Regions from separate parts of the Mus musculus genome. Here all the other regions are linked to region 1. The links are chromatin contacts, called in public Hi-C and HiChIP or PLAC-seq maps. All regions are on one chromosome and are shown on one strand. The core of a region is the stretch at or near the end of the contact, and the rest is flanking DNA. Distances in the headings are between cores, read along the strand shown.

The links. A called contact is a pair of places that touch in the nucleus more often than the background predicts. HiChIP or PLAC-seq counts read pairs in DNA pulled down with a chosen protein or histone mark.
Region 2: a contact with region 1 is called in a Hi-C map of bone marrow-derived macrophages, with 22 read pairs. The contact joins two enhancer-like sites. A contact is called at or near these places in 3 of 484 Hi-C or Micro-C datasets (bone marrow-derived macrophages, double positive thymocytes and macrophages) and 8 of 115 datasets of contacts at active chromatin or transcription factors (DN3 thymocytes, T-cell acute lymphoblastic leukemia, bone marrow-derived macrophages and 5 more).
Region 3: an H3K4me3 HiChIP or PLAC-seq map of bone marrow-derived macrophages shows a contact between it and region 1, with 4 times the contacts expected there. The contact joins two enhancer-like sites. A contact is called at or near these places in 2 of 484 Hi-C or Micro-C datasets (bone marrow-derived macrophages and macrophages) and 7 of 115 datasets of contacts at active chromatin or transcription factors (bone marrow-derived macrophages, craniofacial prominence, embryonic basal ganglia and 4 more).

Annotation. Positions count from the first base shown.
Region 1 is chr2:19,297,890-19,302,186 of GRCm38.p6, reverse strand. Armc3 (armadillo repeat containing 3) reads right to left here. Exons shown (of 20, transcript NM_001081083.2): 17 at 4,234-4,281; 18 at 1,518-1,715. Among named protein-coding and RNA genes, the nearest start is that of 4930447M23Rik, 44 kb to the left of the region's middle. Within about 2 kb of position 1,601, at least 126 of the 459 cell types and tissues checked have an H3K27ac peak or open chromatin away from gene starts, as enhancers often do. A contact at or near this core is called in DN3 thymocytes, T-cell acute lymphoblastic leukemia, bone marrow-derived macrophages and 7 more, where this site is marked.
Region 2 is chr2:18,764,384-18,769,089 of GRCm38.p6, reverse strand. No RefSeq gene overlaps it. Among named protein-coding and RNA genes, the nearest start is that of Gm3363, 5.9 kb to the right of the region's middle. Within about 2 kb of position 1,964, at least 399 of the 459 cell types and tissues checked have an H3K27ac peak or open chromatin away from gene starts, as enhancers often do. A contact at or near this core is called in DN3 thymocytes, T-cell acute lymphoblastic leukemia, bone marrow-derived macrophages and 7 more, where this site is marked.
Region 3 is chr2:18,606,438-18,610,558 of GRCm38.p6, reverse strand. No RefSeq gene overlaps it. Among named protein-coding and RNA genes, the nearest start is that of n-TNgtt9, 21 kb to the right of the region's middle. Within about 2 kb of position 2,523, at least 210 of the 459 cell types and tissues checked have an H3K27ac peak or open chromatin away from gene starts, as enhancers often do. A contact at or near this core is called in bone marrow-derived macrophages and macrophages, where this site is marked.

The DNA.
Region 1 (4,297 bases), core at 352-2,851:
TCCCAGAGACTTTATCACCAACCAAAGGGCGAGTCTGGGCTGGACCTAGGTTCCCTGCACTTGTGTAGCAGATGAGCAGCTTGGTCTTCATTCGAGTCCCCTAACTAGAGCAGGGGCTGTCCCTGAACCTGTTGCTGGCCTACCCGCCTGCCTGTGGATACCTGGCCCCTAAAAGCACCTTCTTGCCTGGCCTCAGTGGGAGAGGATGCACCTAGTCCTACTCCCGCCCAACTTGATGTGGGGGGTGGGATGTGACACCCAGAGGGGGCTCCCACTTCTCAAAAGTGAAGTGGAATGGGGTAGGATTGTGTGAGAGAGTACTGGGAGGAGAGGAAGGGCTGTTATTGGGTTGTAAAGTGAATAAATAAAAATTTAAAAACACACAAGAAGAAAACAAAACAGTGCAACTAAACCAAAACAAAGGACGATGAGGAAGGGAGGTGGAGGCGAGCAGTCACCCCACCTGTAGTGACAGCCCATCCCGCAGCTGGACAGACCTCTGCCATTGTCTTGCTCCTTATTATTGTTTAAATGTAAGCTGATTCAGAAGTGATGTGTGGAGCCTCCGCTAGAACACAGTGTTGAGAAGTACTGCACAAGTGTTTACAAGACTCTCCAGTCAGAGCCATCAAGCCTCAAGGACACAGGAAATCCTTCTAGAGCCAACCGCACTGAATCTCCCCCAGTCCTGTCTGACAGAAGTCGGGGATCTGTCAGCTGAGAGGCTTACAGTTGTCACTTCCGGGTTTGAGGACAGCTACTCGACTCCCACCTGCAGTTGACTGAGCCCCCACTGTGGCTGGTGCTAAAGCCAGCAGTTCACCTGCTGGGTTGTGCCAATCATGGAGCCCGTCCCCATTTTCAGTCCTGCTCCCTTAGAGACCTGCTCAGGGCCTCAGCCTCTGTTTATGGAAGGAGCCCAGTGAAGAAGAGCAACTTCTGAGGCTTACACAGGGCTTGTTCTGTCCAGCAGCAAGCTCTCAGAGTGCCCACAGCCCACTCCCGAGAAATAGCAAATGAACCAGCGGACACCCATTAGAAAAGGAAATGTGTATTAAAACAAAACAAAACACAAACAAACAGCAGGGGGGTTAGAGAGAACTCACAATAGGATGCCTTTAAATGCTGAGTACCTCATACACTTAAGGAACAATTTGGTTTTTAAACATAGATTCATTCACTCACTACCTCTCTAAGATCATACCAAAGATGTGTCTTAACAGCTTAGCTAAAAAAAAAAAAAAAAAAAAAAAAAAAGCAAAAGCAAAAACCAGGTGTTTGTCTCTAAGCGATTTCAACTCTGACTCACACAAAAAAGAAGAGCACCCGTGTGTGAGTCATTGTGCTTCTGCGGGAAGGCAGAGCACGGGCGCTGTAAACCATTGCAGCTTCTTTTGTTGGTTTTATTTTAAAGTAACTTTAAAGAAAAGCAAACCACTGTAAGTTTTTTTTTTTAAAAATCTGAAATTAAAATAGATATACAGAGAGAGAAGGAGAGGGAGAGGGGAGAGACTCACTTGGCAAGGACCTCAATCTGCTCCTTAAGGTTGACAATGGGCAGTATCGACTTGGTCACCTCCAGCACATACACACAGAACTCAGGGTCAGGAGGAGGGTTCCACTCTTTCTCAGGGCTGCCTTCCGTGAACTTGGGCAGTGCCAGGATCTCTTCTTCCTCTTTCACTTTCTCTTCTTCTTTTTTCCCTTTCCCTTTCCTTTGAAAGTAAGCAATAATAAAACCCCATATCCTGTCGAAATGTCCAAATACTAACTATGCTCTGAGTCAATCTGAGAAGCCTCAGGGAAATAAGGAAAGGGTAATCGGGGAGGGAAATTAGTTAAAACAAAATACAATGTGTGTATGTATGTATGTATGTATATATGCAAATGCTATGACAAAGCTCATTATTTTGCATCTATATTAAAAGTTAATTTAAATTAAAAATATAGAGACAATTCAAATGTCCTTTGATAAGAGATGGGTATATAGTGTTAAGACCATACAATAAAATACTGGTTAAGAGTAAAAAGGGATAGGCTACCAATGCACAGAACAATTTGGAAGCATCTCAAAGGCATTATGCTGGCTGGAAAACATCAGTATCAGATGTAACACACGAATGATCCCATCAAAGTCATTCTTGGCTGGACCTGGTAGTCCATGCTTTTAATGCCAGCACTCAGGAGGCAAAGATAGGCAGATTACTGTGGATTCAAGGTCAGCCTGGTCTACAAGTGAGTTCGAGGCTAACTAGGGCTACATAGTAAGACCTTGGAAAGGCAAAAATAACAGAAAAACCACCACCAGGTCTCGTTCTTTTTTCCAGAGAAAAGAATGAGTTGCAGTATCAGGGCAGGACTCTGGGTTGGCTGAGCTTTTTTCTATTCTGACTGTGGTGTCAATGGCTGCACAAATTCCCTCTTTAAAATTCTGTAGCATTTTAAACAGAAAGACATTTTGTGGCATGTTAATTTAAAACTTTGTTGCTTGTATCGTTTTCTTTTTCTTTTTTCTTTTTTCTTTTATTTTTTTTTAAATTTTCCTCTGTGTAGCCCAGGCCATCCTGGAACTCACTATTCACTCCAAGCAAGCCATGAACTCAGAAATCTGCCTGCCCCTGCCCCTGCCTCTGCCTCCTAAATGCTGGGATTAAAGGTGTGCACCACCACTGCCCGGCTAATTAAAGACTTCAATTGCTCTGGGCACTCTGCTTACATCTGCGTGAGTAGTTATTCACGTTTACACCAATTATCCCTAGCATGGGAGGTGGAAAAGCTTGCTCTTCATACACTTCCATTGGCTAACACTAGGCACTAGCTGCTGAATTCCTTGAATCCATTTTCTGTTGGGTACCCTTCCTGCAAATAGCTTGTCCTAAACCTTTGACCCACCTCCAGCCCCGTATGTTATAATTACTTTCAGTATCTCCTGCTAATAGATAATGTCTTCTCTGTCCCTGGTACTCCTTGGGATTACTTTACCAGCCTTTTTTCAGGGGATGGCACTAGCTGAAAGGATGGAAGGACTGACAGAAGAGCAAGTGACTGCCTTAGGTAGTGCTGACCCAACAGAACTTTGGCTGGGGAGGAAAGGGTTTCAGCTTACATCTCTCAGGTGACACTACATCACAGAGGGAAGAAGTCAGGGCTGGAACTTCAGGCAGGAACTGAAATGTAAGCCATGTAGGTATGAGGCCTACTGGCTTACTCCTCATGGCTCTCTCATACACCCCAGGACTCCAGGGATGGTACTACTTACTGTGGGCAGAGTCCTTCAACATCAATCACTAATAAAAAAACATATTCTTCAGACTTGCTTACAGGCTCATCTGCTTGAGATCATTTTCTCAGTTAAGGTTCTGCCTTCCCTGAAGACTCAAGCTGGCAGAAAACCAACTAACATATCCTCTGAGAGGGAGGGGAAGTTCTCTCTAGATTGTCACTACAGCCCCTTTGCAAGGAATTAAAAAAAAAAAAACTTAAAGGATGCAAGAGTCTCTGGCGATGCTCAGCCTTCCCACTTCACAGCTGACCCATACTCTAATGGCCCCTCCAATGGTATTTTCAGCTTTAGAAATGTTTTCTCTTAATAATTGTCAAGGGGCAACTGCAGTAAATGAGACTCTTATGGCATACTCGTGTGGGGTAACATCAAGAGGTTTGTTGAAATATGCTTGGGTGGTGTTGGAACAAGAGTATTTCAGAGTTAATAAAAAGACCGAGTCTCAGGGGTCCAGGTAGGTCAGAACAGGACAGTGTGGGCTATGTAGTGTTCCTCAGCTCAGCCACAGACCTGCGCAGTGTCCTACGTGCTTCTGTCGCTCCTTCCCTCTTTCTGACTGACCTCGGTTCTACACTTCAAGATTTCTAGATGACTCTGTCACCTAGTCACTAGTGGCATGTAAATAAGAACATGAGTTTTAAGGTGTGGGGACTGTCACTTTAGGTGAACTTGCCACACCCTTCCTTGTATGTACAGATGCAGCTCCTTTGTCCTGTGTTCAGGAGACTAGACTCTCACAATGTTACCATTAAGCAGTAGATCTTCTGAAACAATTCATTGCCTAATGGACAGGAACTTAATTTGTTCCAGATTCAAATAAGCCAAGAATATGGGGCTAGCCTGGGACCAGGCAGGAGCAGCACCTACTTTAAGCAATTCTCAAATTTTGGGCTTATGTTTCAATGAAGCAAACTGGGGGTGGGAATTATTTATCTTTACCCATTACTTACCACAGAAGGTAAGAGGAACAAATCAACTGAAGTCTACTTTTCTTTTTACTATTTTGAAAAAAAA
Region 2 (4,706 bases), core at 715-3,214, 530 kb after region 1:
AACTTCCAAAGAAATACAAATTGATACAGGAGAATTCCTTGTGGGTAGCTGGCTTGTCTGAGATGGGGGGAGGGGATCCCACTTAAGTACTTCATATCATTTTTCTCTAAACTAGGGAGGTTCGCCCAGTTTCCAACCCTCCAGGTGTGTCTTTAAGAGTGTATAATGTTGTCTAGGTACTCTTCAAAGACTCACAGTGGCTGGCCATGAACACTCCTGGCAGTGCCACAGACTGGAGGGAACTCTGTAACTGCACATCAGTGAAGAACAGTGTGGGCTTCCATTTTCCTTGTGCACGTTAGGTGAGTTCACATCAGAGTCCCTAGACTGAGAAGAAGAAGAGAGGAAAGAGATCTTTTTCTTCCTTATGAGTTCTTGAGTCAAAAAGTAAAAGCGAGTTAAGAACCATTTTCCTTGTGTCCTGTGGTATGTTTATCCTCAACTCACAGGACCTTTAAGTAATGCTTTTTTTTTTTTAACTTGCTGATTCAGTAAATATCTGCAATGCTGTATATATTGCCAAATAACATACTAGGCTCCAGGGAAAAAAAGTGAACTCCTGTGTTTTTTTGTTGTTGTTGTTGTTGTTTTGTTTTTTTTTTTTTTAGTAGGTTTACAGGAAGGAGAGAAACCAATAAGCAAATACATAAACTGTATGCAAAAGGTTTAAAATGTCATGACTGTGGGAGGTAATTGGCGAAAAGTAGTTCTAAAGCCAGCCTTGAGCTCACATTCCGCCTTGCTGGTATTATTTATTTGCTATTACTTATTTGTTTTCTCATTCCTGACAGGTTGTATGAACAAATAGATGATGACTTCTTAGACTTCAGTTTCTTCCCACGTTTGCTTTGGATAGTCTTAAATCATAGGACCCCTAACCCTAATTCTAACACAGGTCAATTCCCTCCCCTAGGCCCCGAGGTCACATTGCTTCTGCCAAGGGTTGCACACCATCCCGAGGAGGCCTCATATTCTTTTTTCTCTTCTCTTCTCTTCTCTTCTCTTCTCTTCTCTTCTCTTCTCTTCTCTTCTCTTCTCTTCTCTTCTCTTCTCTTCTCTTCTCTTCTCTTCTCCTCTCCTCTCCTCTCCTCTCCTCTCCTCTCCTCTCCTCTCCTCTCCTCTCCTCTCCTCTCCTCTCCTCTCCTCTCCTCTTCTCCTCCTCTCCTCTCCTCTCCCCCTCCCCTCTCCTCCTCTCCTCTCCTTCTCCCCATCCCCTCTCCTCCTCTCCCCTCCCCTCCCCTCCCCTCCCCTCCTCTCCCCTCCCCTCCCCTCTCCTCCTCTCCCCTCCTCTCCTCTCTTCTTTTTCCTTTCCTTTCCTTTCCTTTCTTTTCCTCCTTTTCTTTTCTTTTCTTTTCTTTTCTTTTCTTTTCTTTCTTTCTTCCTTCCCTCCCTCCCTCCTTTCCTTCCCTTCCTTCCTTCCCTCCTTCCTTCCTTTCTTTCCTTTCTCCTAACACAAGATGATGGTGCAAAGAGCCAGAAAACTAGCTTCTGTACGCAATTTTGAGCACAAGAAAACAATAAAACCCAAAGATCAAAACCCTAAAGGGGACAACGGCCAGTGGCTCAAAGCTAAAGGAGAAGGTGGTGCACAATCCAAATCCACGCCCCAGCCTTTGCCCTCCTTCCGCCCCAGGAAGGCCGACAGACAAAGCCACCCGGTGAGTCCATGAGTAGGGGAACAATGCCCTGGCGCTCAGCACAAAACGAAAGTCCGCTGCGGGGCCCGAGGGGATGGCAGGCCGGGGCGCCTTGGGCCCACGCGTCCCGACCCCAACTCCCGACGCCATTCAAGCAGACACCGCGCAGAACAAGGTCAGCTCTGTGCAGCGCGCGGCGGCAGCGCGGCCACCCCTGCTCCCGGGAAGCCCAGCGACGACATCGGGAAAGGCGCCCACGGAGAGCTTACGAGCCCCACGATCCCCGAGCCAAGCGCCCAGCCGGGAAGTAGAGCCGTCCGCGCGCGGAGGGAAACGCCGGGTGTAGTGCGGTTTGTCCTTGCTCTTATAAGCATGCTGCTCCCGGAACCGCTGCCTTAGACCGAGTTCGGGTTATTTTCTGGCCAGGATTCTACCTTCTGTGAGCCTGAGGATCCGTCATCTGCGCACTCCAGTGGCCCAGCGGCCGCCCAGCTCCAGCTTCGGGGACGTTCTGGGCCTGGATTGCATCCGAGGGTGATTGCGCCCACTTCCAGGGAGCAGGTTTTACCAGTGTCTGTTCTGGTCAGTGGAGTGCTGTTCTGGTCAGGATGGTGAGGAGTAATGAGGATAATGCAGGTAACACTGTCTAAAAGCACATCACACCCTCAAGAAGGAACCTAGCATTAACTCAGTGTTAATACAGGTAACAACTCACAAGGATCTGAAAACATAACATGAGGAAAATCGCAGAAAAGATCACGACCAACTAGAGTCCATGTTTAAAAGCTGTAAACAAAGCCTTTGCCTGGCCAGAAAACGAAAGTAGTACACTGCAGGCTGGACAATAACTTTATAGCTCAAAAGCAGTGGTGATTACATCACAGTTGCCACAATTCACAGAAGTGTAATCTAAAGGTATATAAAGTTTATTCTGCTCAAACTGTAAGTAAAATAATGTCCTCAAAAGTTGGCCGAAGTAGGGTGTCTGTTTTGGGGGAGAAGCTGCTGCTAGGGGGTAGGTGACTGAGAGACAAGCTGATAGGAAAAAAATATTTACTGCTTAGGAAATTTACATGAGCCTTAAAAGCATCCTTCTCAGAACTAAGTCCTCTAAGAGTAGATTCACTCCAACAATAGAAAGAAAATATCCTAAAGAACAATATGGCAATGTTGTTGCCTAAAGAACACCCAGAGCAATTGATGTACTTCTCCAGATTTACTTAGCCCCACCAACCTCACCACCACCTCTGCTTCGTGGTGTCCAGGGCTGGCCTTTCTGCGGAGGGTTCCACTCCTGTTCCCTCCCTGACAGATAACCCCCAACAAATGAGGGTAAAGATTCAACCCTGCTTCCTTATAGGGGCCCTGATGGTGGAATGTTCTGCCTCTATCTGCCCAAGGTCCCAGCGCAAGGTGAGTTAGAACAGTATGAGACAAACCTTCACAGAGGCAGAAAACAAACACTACCCGGCATATCAGTCTCTACCACGGACACTCCCAAGGCTTGAGCTTTGCCTGAAAGCTGCAGAACGAACAGTCAGCTACACTTTCTCATACGTGTTCACTAACGTGCTACTTTGTATCTGTTTTCCTTTCTGTTTAGGAACAGTCAGCTGTACTTTCTCATAAGTGTTCACTAACGTGCTACTTTGTATTTGTTTTCCTTTCTGTTTAGGAACAGTCAGCAGTACTTTCTCACAAGTGTTCACTAACGTGCTACTTTGTATCTGTTTTCCTTTCTGTTTCTCCTTGCTCTTGATGCCCTGGGATTCCATCTTCTCATCAAATCTTAACACTTAAAATTGCCCTCAAGGTTAGCTTTTCTTTGGCAGTGTTTGGGTGTTACGTATACTTTCCTAAAGATTTCACAACCATGACAAACTTTTTTTTTTCTCTCTCTGTTTTGGCTCTGGATTACTGTCTCATTAAAGTGCTAGTTTAGAAGGCAATCGGTTGAGAATCATTGCCAAATATTTGGGCTTGGGAGAGAGATAAAAGTTTGGGCTTCTATTTATTTGGTTTCAATTGGTGTTTCCTCATACAAGCTAATTCCTAGATCATAGGCTCTTACATGCTTTCAACATTTGGAAGTATGAAAAGTTGAGATGCATGTTTGTGTAAAACAAAAATACTTTCAATTATGCTTATAAAACTGTTAATCTGGATCTCTAATTATATGTTTTAGTGCATCTTCACAAAGCTGTTTTGCTTGTTCTAAAATCACTAGGAGAAGATAAATTATGAGCCTTTTACCGCAACCTCTAGCTCACAGTGCTTTGCAAAACAATTTTTCTTGACACTATTTTAAATATAAGAGCATTAGGTTCATGATTTTAATAATAATTGCACAGGTTTGTGGCAACATGTTTATTGAAGATTCATCAGACACATTCTGCCTCCCACCTGGCTTGCCAATCATCTGTAATTTGATCAACAGTAATTCGAGATGGGACTCAGTAGGGTCAGATGTTAAATAGAACATTTCCACTTTTCTAACCACAAAATCCTCCCTCTCTTGGCCACTTAAAACCTGTTACATAATCTGCAAACACATGAATGTAATGATTTCTGCTGCAGGCCTTGGTAAAGATCACATACCTGCAAACTTGCTTTTCTATTGCAGTTTACTGCTTAAAATTCTAGCCTTGAAAGCCACTTAAAATACATAATCTGCTTTCATCTACATCTGTAGCTAGTGAATTGGTGTTTGCAATGAAAACTTTTTCTCTTATTGTGTTTACAATTTTTAATATTTGCACTTGAAAGCCATCCCATCTGAATTTAATTATGACAAAAAATGAAGCGAGGCTGTACAGATAATGTGTACATTTTCAAAGAAAGAAAAAGACATTTAGGGATATCTTAGGTTATTCATATCTATGCAATATCAAACGTTATCTTAATAAAGGAACAGAAGAGTATCTCCTTAATTTATGGCTGCTAGTTCTTCCCAAATTTATGAGTATAGACAGTGTTCAGCAACCATGCAGTTTTATACTTACAAAATAGGCACTGGCCTCAGTAGTAGGTCAAAAGCTGGCCGCAATTGTGTCCCATTACTCAAACACT
Region 3 (4,121 bases), core at 1,274-3,773, 690 kb after region 1:
TTTCAGGTTGCCGAGGTTTTCAGTTCTGAGTTCTGTGGACTATCTCCAAGTCAGCACAAGGTTATTTCATTTTGAAATTTGGTTTTAGGAATTTACAAAAACACAGGGAAGGAATCTCCTGAAACCAACTGGTCCTCACCGTGGGGACTTGAGCCACTCCCTTCTCTTCCCGCCTCTAGAAATTTGCAGCTTGCATTATAATGCAACTTTTCAAACAGAATTTCTTGAAAGAAAGAAAGAAAGAAAGAAAGAAAGAAAGAAAGAAAGAAAGAAAGAAAGAAAGAAAAGGGAAGGGAAGGGAAGGGAAGGGAAGGGAAGGGAAGGGAAGGGAAGGGAAGGGAAGGAAAGGGAAGGAAAGGGAAGGAAGAAATAAATAAATCTGTATTTTCTGCCTGGGAAAGAAATCTTTTTCTGAAAACCTAAACTCTATGAAAGTAGGAACATAGATCTGTGAAAGAAGAACTATTCAATGTAACAGAAAAGTTTCAAAAGTCAAAATCCGGTTAAGAGTGCAGAGATAAAAGTAACCGCTATGATACCGGTTTGAGGGAGCTAGTGTGCGCAGCCCGGACTTGGAGGTGCCAATTTTAGGGTGCGTTTGTCTTCCGGTTTCAAATTACCGCGGGATGGAAGACAAGCACCTGGGGGTGGGGGGTGGGGGTAATGACAGGTACCAGTGGCCTCGGGAAGGGAGACGACAGGCAGTGCTCTCTGTTGGAAAGGAGGACAACCAACCAACTTTATGCCTGGAAGAAAACTTCTTCCAGGCATAAAGTCAGAACAGAGCCCACGGAACCGCCGCCGGGCGATGTGGGTATCGGTCACGCCGGCGGCGATCGCGAGTGGCTAGCTGTTTTTTGCTTTGGTCCTGAGGGAGCGGTCGCCTCCTTCCTTCCAGCCTGAGTCCTTCTCACCTGGAGGGGACGAAGCCAGAGGCTCCGGCCTGGTCCACAACATAGCTCCGGGCAAGTGCGGGGCTCTGGCCTCAGGGTACTCCGGCTTGGAGTGTCGGGGCCCGCTAGCTCCCCGAGTCCTTGGGAAAGGGAGGGGACACCAGGCACCCAGGGCCTTCCTTAGCTCCGGCGAGGATGGGATTTGGAGGAAAGGACAACCCTCGTCATGAAAAGGGGAGAATTGTGAAAAAGACGTGCGTGAGGTTCAGGGTGACACTATGTCAGAGCGACATAGGGCGGGACGAGTGGCGGACGCGGCTTCTATCTGGGGGTGCCTCCAGTTACCCCAAGATCTACCGGGGGAGCTTTGATACCTCGGACGTAGGGGTGGGATGGAGCGACCCGCGGACCTGGAGGTCCGGGCGGTCAGCCCGACAGTCGACCCTGTAAGAGGTCTAGGCGGAGAGCAACCAGGGTAGAGACTTGGTGGCTGTGCGCAGGAGGAGGTGGCTGACCGCCCGCCCCCAGGTGGGATGAGGAGGGGGGCGGGAGGCCCGAAATCCCTTCCAGAAAGGCTCGGATCTTGGGGCACTGTGCTCCGCTATTTTCAGCTAGCACCCTTCTCTTTAAGGGCGTCCTTCCTCTTTTTCTTTCTTTGATCAATCTAGTAACGCCTCCTTCCTGCACTAGCGTCTGCCACTCACCGTTCCAACGTCAAGGACATGAACTCCGAGGGGTGCAGCGCCCGAGGGCCACTTGCAACCGGGTTCCTCACCCCTCAGCCCTGAAGGGCAGTAAGGTCCCCCAGCTAACCCTGCAGCCCTGCGAGGCACGTATAAGAAGGGCCTCCAGCTAGGTCCTGTCCCCTGCAGCCCTGCAAGGGCAAAACCAGGCACTGGGGTTCCCAGCTGGAGCCTGCACCCTACAGCCCTACCAGGAAGACAGGCCTGAGGCTCCCCCCTGTGCTCTGTACCCTGAAGCCCTGTAAGGCAGGCACGATGGTTCCCAGCTGGGCCCTGCACACTGAAGCCCCTCAAGGTATATAGATGGCCACGAAGGTCCCCCAACTGAGCCCTGCATCCTGTCCTGCCGCCAAGCCCTCTGCCCAAGCGGCAGAAACCCACTGGCACAGGTCCCCAGCCGCCGGAGAAAAATCAACCACGACAAAGGGCTGCACGAATATGGCGCTGTTGGAAATGGAGCCTGGACACCGGAGCAGCCTGGCTGGAGCACTGCCTCGGCCTCCTCGCTCTTCCTGGTGCTCTGGCTTTCCACTCCTGGGTTCTCCATCTGGCATCCTCTAACCCGCGGACCCTGAACAGTTTTTATCCTACTGTCCCTTCCCGTGTCTCCCTCCTTCCTGTCCCTCTCGGTTCCTCTTTCTCCATTTTGAGTCTGTGGCCGGCGCGTTTCTTGCCTGCTGGGCTCACAGGTGGGCCATTCTCTTTTCTGTCTGTCTGTCTTTCTGTCTGTCGTTTGCTCTCTCTCGCTCTCTCTCTTTCTCTCTCCCTCCCTTCCTCCCTCTCTCCTGTTGAGTGTGGGCTAGAGAGGGCGTCCAGGTGCGAGCCTAGGCTGCCAAGGGCCAGGGTGGCAAGCTGGTGACCTCAGAAGCCACTGTGTGCCCAGTGCTCCCCAGCAGCGGAGGGGGACTTCTTGGGGTGGGGTGCTGTTGTCTCCTGCTGCAAGGAGATTAGCGCTCTCTCTCTCTCTCTCTCTCTCTCTCTCTCTCTCTCTCTCTCTCTCTCTCTCTCTCTCTCTCTCTCTCTCCCTCTCTGTCTCCTCTCTCTTTGTCTGTGTCTCTGTCTGACCCGTCCCTGTCTCTCTGTCTCTTTCCCTCCCTCCTTCCTTCTCTTTCTTGTTTTCTGGTTTTGGTTAGCTAGTTGGCTTCCTCCCGTGCTTTCTTTTCTTTTATTGCAACTGGGAGTTTTGCACTGTATTTCAATAGACTAGGAATCAGAATCGTCTTTCTGGACAGACTTCCAGAGATGAGTTGTAGAGAGACCGGCAAAGAAGACAGAGATATTAATTCGTGTTTTTTTTCCCGTTAAACACGGGGACTCCCAAGCAGTAAGGTGGTTAGGTGTTTCTTTTAAATTATTCACTTTTTATACTTATCGCCTTTTCTCTCTCCCTCTCCCTCTCCTTCTCCCTCCCCCCACTTATCTGAACTCAAGAATGCTGATTTTGAATTAAAATTATTCCTAAATGGTGGTCCGTGGGGAGTTCTCTGAGAAGCAGTGTGATTTTGAAGTCTCTTGGCTGCGGGACTAGCGACAAGTGTCTTCCTGAAAAGTCTCATTGAGGAGGCGTTTCTCTGTGAGGTAGCTGGGTTGGATTCTTTGTTTTTTTTCAAGCAGATGATAGAAGCATTTCAAGTCAACGGAGGCAATGACATCATTTGCTGTCTGAGACATTTCTTTCAGTCATAATGGGGGAAGTTGGTCTATATATAGAAACTGAAAATAAAATAATTCACCTTTCCAACTATGTTTTAACCTTCTAGATTCACATTTTCAAGAACATTCTATTCTGTCCCCCTCACTCCAGAACAAAACGAAGGTGTTCCTCCTTTGTGTGATAGATTTTGGAATTCCTGGAAATATTTGAAAGATTAAATTTCTGAGACTCTTAAGAAAAAAAAAAAAAACCAAGGGGAATTGTTCTGAGCAGAACTTACAGGGTGTCTCATTTAAAACAAAACAGTTTCCTTGGTTTATATTGATTGCCTTCAATTAAAATCAGGTTTTAAGTACTTCTTTTCAGGCTATTTACAAAAGGGGAGAAAGCTCACAGGTCTTGGCATGAGACTTAGCAATACAGCCAGGCCTTGCTAAACTTAGAGTGGTAACTTCAAATCATAGATGTGAAAGCTGGCAGCAAACATTCTTTTGATTTGAGAACCTGACTTCCAGAATCATTGAAAGTAGATTAAAATGTCTTGTATGCATTTCTTCTGGTAAATGGTAAATGCACTTGCCTAGGAGTACAGAGAGTTCCCAGATGAGCTTTCTAAAAATGGGCATCATTGGAGAAGTCATTTTTGTTTTCCAACTTAATTGGAATAATTCAGTACTTAAATAAAGTTAATCCTATTAAGATATTGTTTCCTGCTCAAAGCAGTAAAAATTAAGCACAACTTATATGACTTTAAAAGGCCAACTTTGTACATAGTCTAAGCAATCCACATTGCTGAAAAAAAAGTGGCCAGAACATGTTTTCTGAGTATTA